2 separate regions of the Mus musculus genome follow, and region 1 is linked to region 2. The links are chromatin contacts, called in public promoter capture Hi-C maps. All regions are on one chromosome and are shown on one strand. The core of a region is the stretch at or near the end of the contact, and the rest is flanking DNA. Distances in the headings are between cores, read along the strand shown. Region 1 holds the start of Cenpc1 (centromere protein C1). Region 2 holds the start of Slc30a9 (solute carrier family 30 (zinc transporter), member 9).

Region 1 (5,313 bases), core at 2,153-4,652, about 19 Mb after region 2:
GTCCAGTATAATACTATAAAGCACCCTAGAAGCAGGCAAGATGACTAAGAAGGAGCTTGCCACCCACATTCCAAGCTTTAAGCCCTGGAAACTGAAAAGCTTCTGCAAGGCTAAAGACGCCATCAATAGGACAAAATGGCAGCCTATAGAATGGGAAAAGATCTTCACCAACACTATAGCTGACAAGAGGACTAATATCCAAAATATAAAAAGAACTTGAGAAATTAGACACCAACAAACCAAATCACCCAATTTAAAAATAAGGTACAGAGCTAAACAGAGAATTCTCAATCTCTTAATGGCCAAGAAGTGCTTAAGGAAATGTTCAATGTCGTTAATCATCATGGAAATGCAAATCAAAACGACTCTGAGATTCCATCTTACACCCATCGATGGCTAAAATAAAAAACTCAAGAAATAGCACACGAAGCCGGGTGTGGTGGTGCACGCCTTTAATCCCAGCACTCAGGAGGAAGAGGCAGATGGATTTCTGAGTTCGAGGCCAGCCTGGTCTACAAAGTGAGTTCCAGGACAGCCAGCGCTATACAGAGAAACCCTATCTCAAAAAAAAAAAAAAAAAAAAAAGAAAAAGAAAAAGAAAAAGAAAAAAGAAAAAAAAAGAAAGAAAAGAAAAGAAAAGAAAAAGAAAAGAAAAGAAATGAGAAATAGCATATGCTGGCGAGGATGTGGAAAAAGAAGAATTCCATTGCTGGTGGGCATGCAAAACTATTACAACCACTCTGGAAATCAATGTGTTAGTTTCTCAGAAAACTGAGAATAGTTCTACTCCAAGACCCAGCTATATATGCCACTCCTGGGCATATACCAAATGATGCCCCCATCATACCACAAGGACACTTGCTCAACTACATTCATAGCAGCTTTACTCATAATAGCCAGAAACTGGCAACAACCTCAATGTCCCTCAACTGAAGAATGGATAATGAAAATGTTGTACATCTACACAATGGAATACCACTCAGCTACTAAAAACAAAGACATAATGAAATTTACAGGAAAATGGATGGAACTAGAAAATATCTTAAGTGAGGTAACCTAGACCCAGAAAGACAAGCATGGTATGTACTCATAAATGAATATTAGCCATAAAGTACAAAATAAACATGCTACAATCCACAGACCAAAGAAACTAAGTAATAAAGAGTGCCCAAGGGAAGATGCATGACTCACTCAAAAGGGAAAATAATATAGAGATGGATGGAGGCAGGGAACTGGGTGGGAGAGGGGAGGAGAACAGAAATGGGGATTGGGTGTGGGAAGAGTGGAGGATGCATAGGGTTGGCTGGGAAAGTGAACAGAAACTGGTGGGGGGCATCTCTGGGGCTAGCTAGAGAACTGGGGTGGGGTGGGGCACACAACACTCCCTGGAGTCTATGGGGGTGACCCTAGCTGAAACTCCTAGCAGTAGGGTATATGGAAACTGAAGTGGCCACATCCTATCAGACAGGACCCCTAGTGGAATGATAAGGATACCAACCCATTCACAAAACCTGAAATTAGCCCTGCCTACATACACAAGATGTACAGAGATAAAGATAGAGCGATGGAGCAGAAATTGAGGAAACAGCTTACCAATGACTGGCCCAACTTGAGATCCACCCCATTCAAGAGAGCCAATCTCTGACACTATTATTAATACTCTGCTATGCTTGCCAATAGAACCTACTATAACTGTCTCCTGAGAAGCTTCATCCAGCAACAGATGGAAACAAACTCAGAGATCACAGTCAAATATCAGACAGAGCTCAGGGACTCTTGTCTAAGAGTAGAGGATAGAATGAATCAGGAGGTGCTACACACACTCCGAGAGGCCTGGAAGCACTCACAAGGCAAAGAGTTTCAAGGAATCCCAACCTCCTGGTATCTTGGCATTCTCATAACCCATATACTCATACCCTATCCCCACGTTAGTCTGGTGTATGGATCCATGTGTTCTCTTTTAGTATTATTTTATTATAAGTGCCTTTAAAGATTGAATTCTGACATAACTAAGCCTTCGCCAGTGTTCCGACATCCCAAAAAATCCTTGAAGCCGACAAACTTGGAATTCAGTAAGAAGGTTATCTATTCAGTAACATTCAAATTTACTTCTAATTCACACTGGCCTAGGGAATAGGTGGGTTTACCATGAAAGAGTTAGGGAATCCCCGAGACAGGTTTCTTCACTAGGTCCAAAAGAAACAACATAATCAGGCATTTACTAAGAACCCCTAGTGGTGGGCTTAACAATAAATAGACTAGCATTACACCAGGCTCCCTTCTTAGTGGCAGTGGCCTGGTCCCTGCCTTCTTTTGATGTATACATTCCTTATGTTTTGTGTCACTGTAACTCGGTGGATGTATCTCGCCTTGGTTCTTGTTATTCTTCTGTATAAAAAGTTCGATGCTCGACTAAACTGTCTTTTCATACATGTTAAGCATGCATAAACACACACACAACTACATGATAGAAACCATCAACGAAGGTTTTCTTTCAAAGATAAATTGAACTGCTGAGTTAGGGAGGAAATAGGGCATAGTAATCATACAAAACTTGGAATGAATATCAAGTGTGTCAAGAGACATAAAGTGGCAAGTCGTGGCCCACATCAAACATTCAAAGCTGGCACCTTTTAAAATATGATTGCCTTGTATAAAGCTTTATCATTAACAGGTGTCCCATAAATATTAGACTCTTCACATAAAATAGTATTTCGAAATTAATACTCGAGGTTTTCCAGACCATCAAGACTGGCTTGTACAATAGTCATGAGTATTTGGAAGACTGAAAAACGGGAAAAGGCTGAAATGTAGAAATGAAGGAATCTCTTCCGGGGGGGGGGGGGGGGAGCAGGCACGGATGGATGAGCTTACGACGTGAACCAGTAACAGTCCAGTTACTTCCACTACCAGTACACCAGCACACCTGATTTGTTACCTGTGCAGCTTTTAAGCCACCCCAGACAAGCCCCACCCCACCCAGACAGGCGGGACTAGGCACCCGCTACCCGATCCCTCCGCACCCCTCACAAGCCTCCGCACCCCTCACAAGCCTCACCCCACCCCACCCCGACAAGCCGGATATGCACCCGGTCCAGCACAGGGCGAGCGACGCATCGCGCAGGCCCGATCCAGACCCGCACTTACCAGATGGAACGAGGCCATGGTTCCGGCCCACTAGGTCAAACGGAGGCCTGAGAGGGAAACCCAAGCCGGCCAGGGTTCCAGGAGGGTTAGAGTAAGATTGCGGACGGAGGCGTCCCCAGAGCTGCGCGACCCGCACTTAACACTCAGCCGTAAATAAACAGCAGCCACCAAGAAAAATAAATGAATAAAAGTCAAACGAGCCACGCCTGCGCACAAGCCTAGCTTAGCCGGCCGTTAATTGGCGTTTTTTAAAGACTCCGGCTCTTGTTCCCGCCCATTCGCCTGTTACTCACCTATCAACCCGCCTTTCTCAGTTCGCCCCGCCCTCCTGCCCAGCGCGCCTTGCTCTTCCGCCCGCGTCTCAACCTCCCACTCATCGCCCCGCCTCTCACCCGTCGCCACGCCTTTCACCAGTCGCCACGCCTCTCACCCTTCGCCACTCCCCTCGCCGGTCGCCACGCCTCTCACCCTTCGCCACTCCCCTCGCCGGTCGACTTGTCCGGGCTTTGTGTGGACTCTCCTGTTCTACTTTCTTCAGACAGTTTGTTGCGTCTATGACTGCTCGTATTTAGAAAGCAGGTGTTGAGCACCACCTGTGCTCCTTGAGATAAATGTATAATACATCCCAGCAGTTCTACTACGGATTAATAGGTAATACTTAAAAAGGATTACAGGTAGAAATTGCTGGCGTTTTGAGCAGAGTACACTACGCAGATTCGTCAGCTGCAACCCGCCCATCTATACAGTATCTCTGAAAATAGTAATGCTATTCTTTTTTCAAGTATTTAAAAATTATTTATGAAGCAAAGGCATAAATTATATATGCATATCAGTAGAACGAACATAATGTTTTTAAGAGAAAGTGACTGCTTCTGTCTTATGCGAAAATTAAGGTAATGACCCCAATTGGAAAACAAGGAAAATACACCGATGTGTATTTTGTCCTGTCCACGTGACTCTAGGTCGCAGCCTGTAGCTGCTCTATTTCCTTAGGAGACAGAATGCCATAAATACATACATACATACATACATACATACATACAGAAGGAAGGAAAGAAAAGAGAGAGAGTCTGCAGGGATGGAGCGATGGCTCAGTGGTCAAGAGCGCTTGCTGCACTTTTAAAGGAGCAAAGTTCGATTCCCAGCACCCACAAAGCAACTCAACCGTTTGTAGCTCCAGTTCCAGGGGATCTGACACCTATTCCGGCCTCAGCTAGCAAAAAGCACGCACGTGATGTCCTCGCAGGCAAGCAGACAAAACAATCATACCTATAAAGTGAATAAATCTCTTTTTAGTGTAGATTATTTTAGAATGATGGGGCTCCATATGAGCTGAATGTGCTCATGATTGCAGCGACGCTTGCCCGGCTCGCCAGTCAGATCCGCCAGAGGGCAGCAGAGGTGCTGCAAACTTACTTATTTATCATATTCTCCAATGGGAAGCTACAGAGTCCAGGCAAACTGTACAACAGCTACGACTCGATAAATCTCCAAGAGGAGTCAGCCGACCCTGGCGGCTGAAACGGAGACTTTCTCCTGCGTTGAAAATCATTTTGAGACGGTTGTCCTCGGTTGCAACACGACACTTTGTGGGAATTTTGAACAAGACCTGTGACCAAAATGAAAGGGCAAGATGCTTGAGTTGCTCAACATGCAGACGCTGTTTGCTGAAAAAGCAGTTGAGAGTGAATCGACTCTAGAGAATCACATCAAAACGTTCAGAGTAAACATGGGGGTTTTTGCTTTGGTGCCTTTGGAACCAACAAGCATCAGGAAGCTGTTGCTGTCCAGGAGAATAAACAAAGTTGGCAATGAGGGTTTGAGTCTCTCAGCTGCTCAAGACACAGAGAGACCAGCCCTAATACACAGGGTGTGACCTCTCAGGTAGGTGATGGCATCCAGGATGACTTGCAAGTTGATCGCCTTCCACCTTCCTTCGAATTGTGCTGATGCTGCCCAACCTGGAATAGTTGAAAATATTCTGCCCCGCTCCCCACAGAGGATGAAGCTCGAGAAAGTCCAAGTGGAACTTCCAGAAAGGTATCATCAGAAGAAATACTGAGGATGATCAAACAGGACAGCCAGTGGGGCTTTTTGTCGTCAAAATGCTAACATCCCACAGGGAATGAGGAGAGGAGAGCAGAGCCCACCAGGCCGAACGCATCT
Region 2 (5,223 bases), core at 1,983-4,482:
TTCCACACTAATCCTGAAGGGGAGAAGAACACAATTCCCACGGATACATCTGTACTCAAAATTGGAAGCCTCGGGGCAGAACCATTCTCTTTATTTTGTAATGAATCATCTAAGTCCATTTTCCAGATAGATAGCCAGGCTTGTTTAATGAGTAGAACCATCATTGTCCCAGGACTAGACAGGATGAAACAAAGTTCAGCCAGCTAGATTCAAAGTGTCTGATAAGGGCAGCAACTTCCTTGGAAACATCTTGTAGAAATTATGGTGTATGAGAACCCTGAGTGGCACTTGGTCATTTTCCACTTCCGCTTTTGTCTGTCTGATAAAATAGTGCAATTTAAGCATCTGTTTATAACATACATTCTCAGTTTAGACCATCTAAAATCTTAATCACACACAGAATGTCTGAAAATGACCTAGAGGGACATGCTCACTTGGACCTGCATTCCAGAAAATACAGACTACAGTCACAAAGTCTTTTGAAATGCTTTACATTTTCTTCCAAAGAAAGGAACCACTGATTGAGAAAGTGAAAGGTGGCTGAGGAACAGTGAACTCAAAGGTTCACAGTGACTCCAGGTATATAGTGACTGCTGAGCTAGCCTGGGCTACAACGTGAGCCCCTGTCTCAAAACAAAATCCTTGTGCTGATTCTCATTAAGCTTTTATAAGCATATATTAATAATGTATAAAGGGTTTTTTGTGAGATTTTATATGCAGTGTATTGTGATCATATTTGCACACCTGTTCCTCTCTTGTCCTCTGCCCACCCCTGCCAATCCCTGTCATTTTCCCAGTGAGCTTTTCCATTCTGCTTTGATGTGCGTGTGCCTGTCTCTGTGAGTGCCATCTCATGAGTTTCATTAGGGTTGTTTACAGGTGAATGGGTGAAATTTTGCTTTCAAATGTCTCTCCCTTCCCCCATCAACCATTGTGTAGAAACTCTCAGGGGAGGGCAGGACCCCAGGAGCCCCTTCTCTTTCCCCAGACACAGTGTTGATGTGCCCAGTCTCCTGAGAGTAATCACAGCAAGTGTGAGTTCAAGAAGGCACCAACGATGTCATACTGGAAGTCCGTGTTTTCCACTACTTCCCTGCACTTCCTCTGGTTTTTACTTTTCATCCGCCCCTTTTTTCCAGAATGTTCCCTGGCCTTTGGAAGAAGTGATACAAATGTTTCAGTTTATGGCTAGGCATTCAACAGTCATTTATTCTCAGTTTTATTGATCAGTTAGGCGTTTCTGCAGTTACCATTGACCATTGCAAAAGAAAACAAACAAACAAACAAACAGCTGCTCTGTTCAAAGCTGACAGTAGCACTACTCTATGGGCACACACTTTAGAAGGCAATTTAACCAGAATAACCTATCCGTTTGTTGGGGTTCAGGAATTTGCCACACACACCATCGCAGTTAAGCAAGAATAGTTTATTGAACACACACCATAACACTGGATGCCTAGGTCCACAAGAAGGAAAAACCTAATTGTGGCACCAGTCTGCTCTCATAGTAGACTTTCTATAGGAAAAACAAACAAACAAACAAAAAAACAGGTACAGGCCGGGCATGGTGGCGCACGCCTTTAATCCCAGCACTTGGGAGGCAGAGGCAGGTGGATTTCTGAGTTCGAGGAAAGTCTGGTCTACAGAGCGCGTTCCAGGACAGCCAGGGCTGCACAGAGAAACCCTGTCTCGAAACAAACAAACAAACAAACAAACAAAACAAAACAAAACAAAACCCAAAAAACAAGGTACAGAAGTTTAAAGGGCAAGGAAGGCTCACGAGGCAAAGTATATCAGCTGATGGGTCCTGAGTAAGGTAAGGAAAGTGTCGGGATGCATGGTGAACAGGGGAATTTCAGGACATCGAGATAACAGAGCATGAGTGTTATAACTTTTTAGCTTATTAGAAGCATTCTTCACTGTCAGCCACAAAAACCACAGTGAGCTCATATGTAGGTGCAGGAAGGGCTGTCCGGTGGTCAGCTCTAACTCAAGCCGTTTTACACAGAACAGTTCGTGTTGACCTTTGATTTGATGGAATTTCTTAAGATTAGCAAACCTCATACATAACATTCAGAACATACAGGACAAAACCATGGTTATGTGGTCAGCATGTTCTTGAGCCAAGTCACTTCTTGGTCAGTGAGTGGCAGGCATGTTAGAGTAGTAATATAACTGGCAAGCATGGAACAAAATGGCTACAGTTATGGGGGAAGGGGTGTCAGACCATAATATATTTATCCAAATAGCTGCAATAGCCTTTTACTAGAGACCACAACCTTGTTAGCCATGGGCTTTTGACCTGCTTAACCTTACCAGAGGTGGATTCCCTCCTGTGAAGGGAGCCTCAAGTCCACTCAAAGTGGTGGGTTTCCTCCCCATTTACTGATTTGCACTCATTTTCTTTATTTTTTTATTAGATATTTTCTTTATATACATTTCAAATGATATCCCGAAAGTTCCCTATACCTTCCCTCGGCCCTGTGCACTCATTTTCCATTTAAAATTTTATTTTACAGTACTTTCACTAAGCGATTTAAATTAATCTTTAAAACAACTGGACATGCATCCCATTCTATTTATCTGGCCAGACAGGTATTGACTTAGCCCCTGGAATATAGTAGTATACGTATACTGCACAGGATCCAGTGTCCATATAGCTATTCTCTATTCCGGGGGGACAATAATTTCAGTAGTGGTATTTTGAAGAAAAGTGTACAGGGTAACTATTTAAAAATGAGAACCACGTTAATTATAATTAGGGTGGTGAAAGAAGGCTTAAGCTAAGAACTGAATGAACCTGACATGGTAATGGTTAAAACAGGCGAATGTGTTCAGGTTTCTTTCTCTCTGGGACCAGGCTGTTTGAAAAACTGCTCCATCTTCGCGTACACATAGTACCGCGACTTCAAATTTTATGCACGCCTCTAATTTTGTTATACTACGACCGAGAAGCGGAGGTTGAGTGATCAGCAAGGTGACCACGGTGTTGGACAGAGCGGTGCCGAGGGTTCAAAAGGAAAGGGGACAGAGGCTTAAACCCTGCCTTCTCCTCCTGCTTCCCACGCCCCGGCGGCGCTTCGTAAGACTGTCTCCCGGGACACGACACGGACTCACAAATGCCCAGCACAGTCGGCAGCGCACACCGTCCTGGCCCGGTGCTGGCCAGAAGCACCGCCCACCCCGCCCCCGCTGGCATATTCCGTCACTTCCGCTGTCGCGCCACACCCCCATGACTTCCGGGTCGCCGAGGCCGCCGGCCGCGGCGCACACATCCGTGCTCGCCGGGGTCCGGTCTATGGAGTCAGTTGGCGCGGCAGGCGGCTCGGAGGCAGGAGGTGGTGTCCGAGTGGGGGCCTCTGCCCCGCCAGGATGTTTCCGGGCTTGGCCGCCGCCGCCGCGGCGCACAGGTGCAGCTGGGCGGCGCTGTGCAGGCTCGGTGGCGGCCGGGCAGCGACCCGCGGCCGCAGCCAGGGTGAGTGACGGACCGGTGGAGGCCGCGCCTGGCCTCGGCAGTTGGCCCGCCCGCTTGCCCTTCTCCAACCCAGACAGAGCCTGCCGGTCTCGCAAGGTCCTCACAGGTGTCCCCGCGAGCCGCGGCTACCGGGGAGCGGCCAACCCGCGTAGGGACACCCTGAGGCGGACCTCCAGACCCGGAGGTCTTAGGGCACATCGCGGTGACCCAGGGTGACCCAAACAGGCCGTGGGAAATGGCGGATTCCACCAGCTTGGAGGGTCCCCTTGGGCCGCCGCCGCAGTTCTGTTGCTGCTTAGGTTGAGTGAGGTACTCCTGCGCTACACTTTTTCTTAGTGCCATCCCGTTTTCTTAAATCTCCCTAAATCAAAGTGGATGTCACATACGGATCTTAAGGTGAGGGCTTCTCACAGTTATCGAATGGGCATAGTCTGGGGGACAGGAAACCCACCGAAGTTTGCGGTTATATCGAACAATCCTTTTGGTGACAAAAGTGTCTCCTGAAACTGTACATAAATAACCCTGGGCGCAGGGTGGGATTGAGAGTTTTCATCTTCGTCAGCATTGCTTTCTCAGTCAGATTCAAGTTATTGGAGAGTTTCTAAAGTAGCATCAAACGTGTAAGTCCTGTTTCTGTTCACCTCCCTTGTTCCCGTAGCTTGACACGGAGGACTGCTAGCAGAGCCCAGGAGAGGACAGGACCAAATCCACCGCTAACCCGAGCCCCTCAGGTTCTTGGGATTTGCAAAGAGTGGTTACAGAAACGTTTCTCAAACATTCACAGTCACCCTTCAAAAACTTGGATCGGAAGGCAAAAGCTGCAGCCATTCAGGTTTTTTGATAAAAGCGGTCACACACTCCTGTGCTGGGCAGATAAAGTAGAATATATTCATACCGTATTAAAAGCTGGTTTCTAAGGTTGCAAAAGAATTGATTGCAATACACTGTTTTAGTTTGTTGTTAATGACAGAATACTGTAGCTAGTTTTCCCATGGTGGCGGTATGCCACTTATGAACAGAATGGGCCCTCTGTTTAAAACTCCAAATAAACTTCAACATATTACACAGAAATATATATACATATAGTGGCTGTTAAATGTTGTCCAAAGTGCCCCTTCAGTGTTGGTGAGGTGAGTTGCAGTAGTGTAATTTGTAATTCTTATTCTGGGTAGCTGTCACTGGGCCTAAAATGCTGGGCTCTTTGTCCCATTCTCTGTAGCTCAGATAGTAATTAGTCTCTTCATTTAGGACTACTTTGCAGAGTTCTTTTAGGATGTTTATTACTACAAAAAATTTAGTGTTTTTAACACTTAACACCTTTTTAAATTTGAAACATCACCTTGGTGGAAGTTTTGTTACGGTATTTGAAAGAGCAATCAAAACTATGGTTAAATTTAAAAATCATTTGGAGAAAGTGTGCTATTTAAGTTGGATGCATATTACAAGAAAAACTATTTGAAGCTTTTTGTCTTGTTTTTGTTTGTTTGTTTATGTTTTGGGGGAGAGGGAGTTGGGGATCCAAAGCCAGATGATTTTCTTTGAGAAGAAATAAAGTTTAGTTTCTTCTTCTAGAATGCTTACCTGTCTAATGAAGTCTTCTCAGGGATAAACAGAGGCGGCCAGGTATGGCAGTCCATGCCTTTAGTTCTAGCAGAGGCAGGAGGATTTCTGAGTTTGAGGCCATCCTGATCCACAGAATGAGTCCCAAGACAGCCAGAGCCACACAGAAAAACTTCATCTCAAAAAAC

Evidence for each region. Promoter capture Hi-C pulls out the DNA fragments that hold promoters and counts their contacts.
Region 1: a promoter capture Hi-C map of the HPC-7 cell line shows a contact between it and region 2. The contact joins the promoter of Cenpc1 here to the promoter of Slc30a9 in region 2. A contact is called at or near these places in 3 of 39 promoter capture datasets (the HPC-7 cell line, cranial neural crest and pre-B cells).

What each region holds. Positions count from the first base shown.
Region 1 is chr5:86,062,181-86,067,493 of GRCm38.p6, forward strand. Cenpc1 (centromere protein C1) reads right to left here and starts at 3,403. Exons shown (of 19, transcript NM_007683.4): 1 at 3,148-3,403. The coding sequence starts at 3,165.
Region 2 is chr5:67,303,723-67,308,945 of GRCm38.p6, forward strand. It overlaps Slc30a9 (solute carrier family 30 (zinc transporter), member 9), which reads left to right and starts at 3,233. Exons shown (of 18, transcript NM_178651.4): 1 at 3,233-3,475. The coding sequence starts at 3,373. RefSeq lists a cis regulatory region at 2,881-3,604.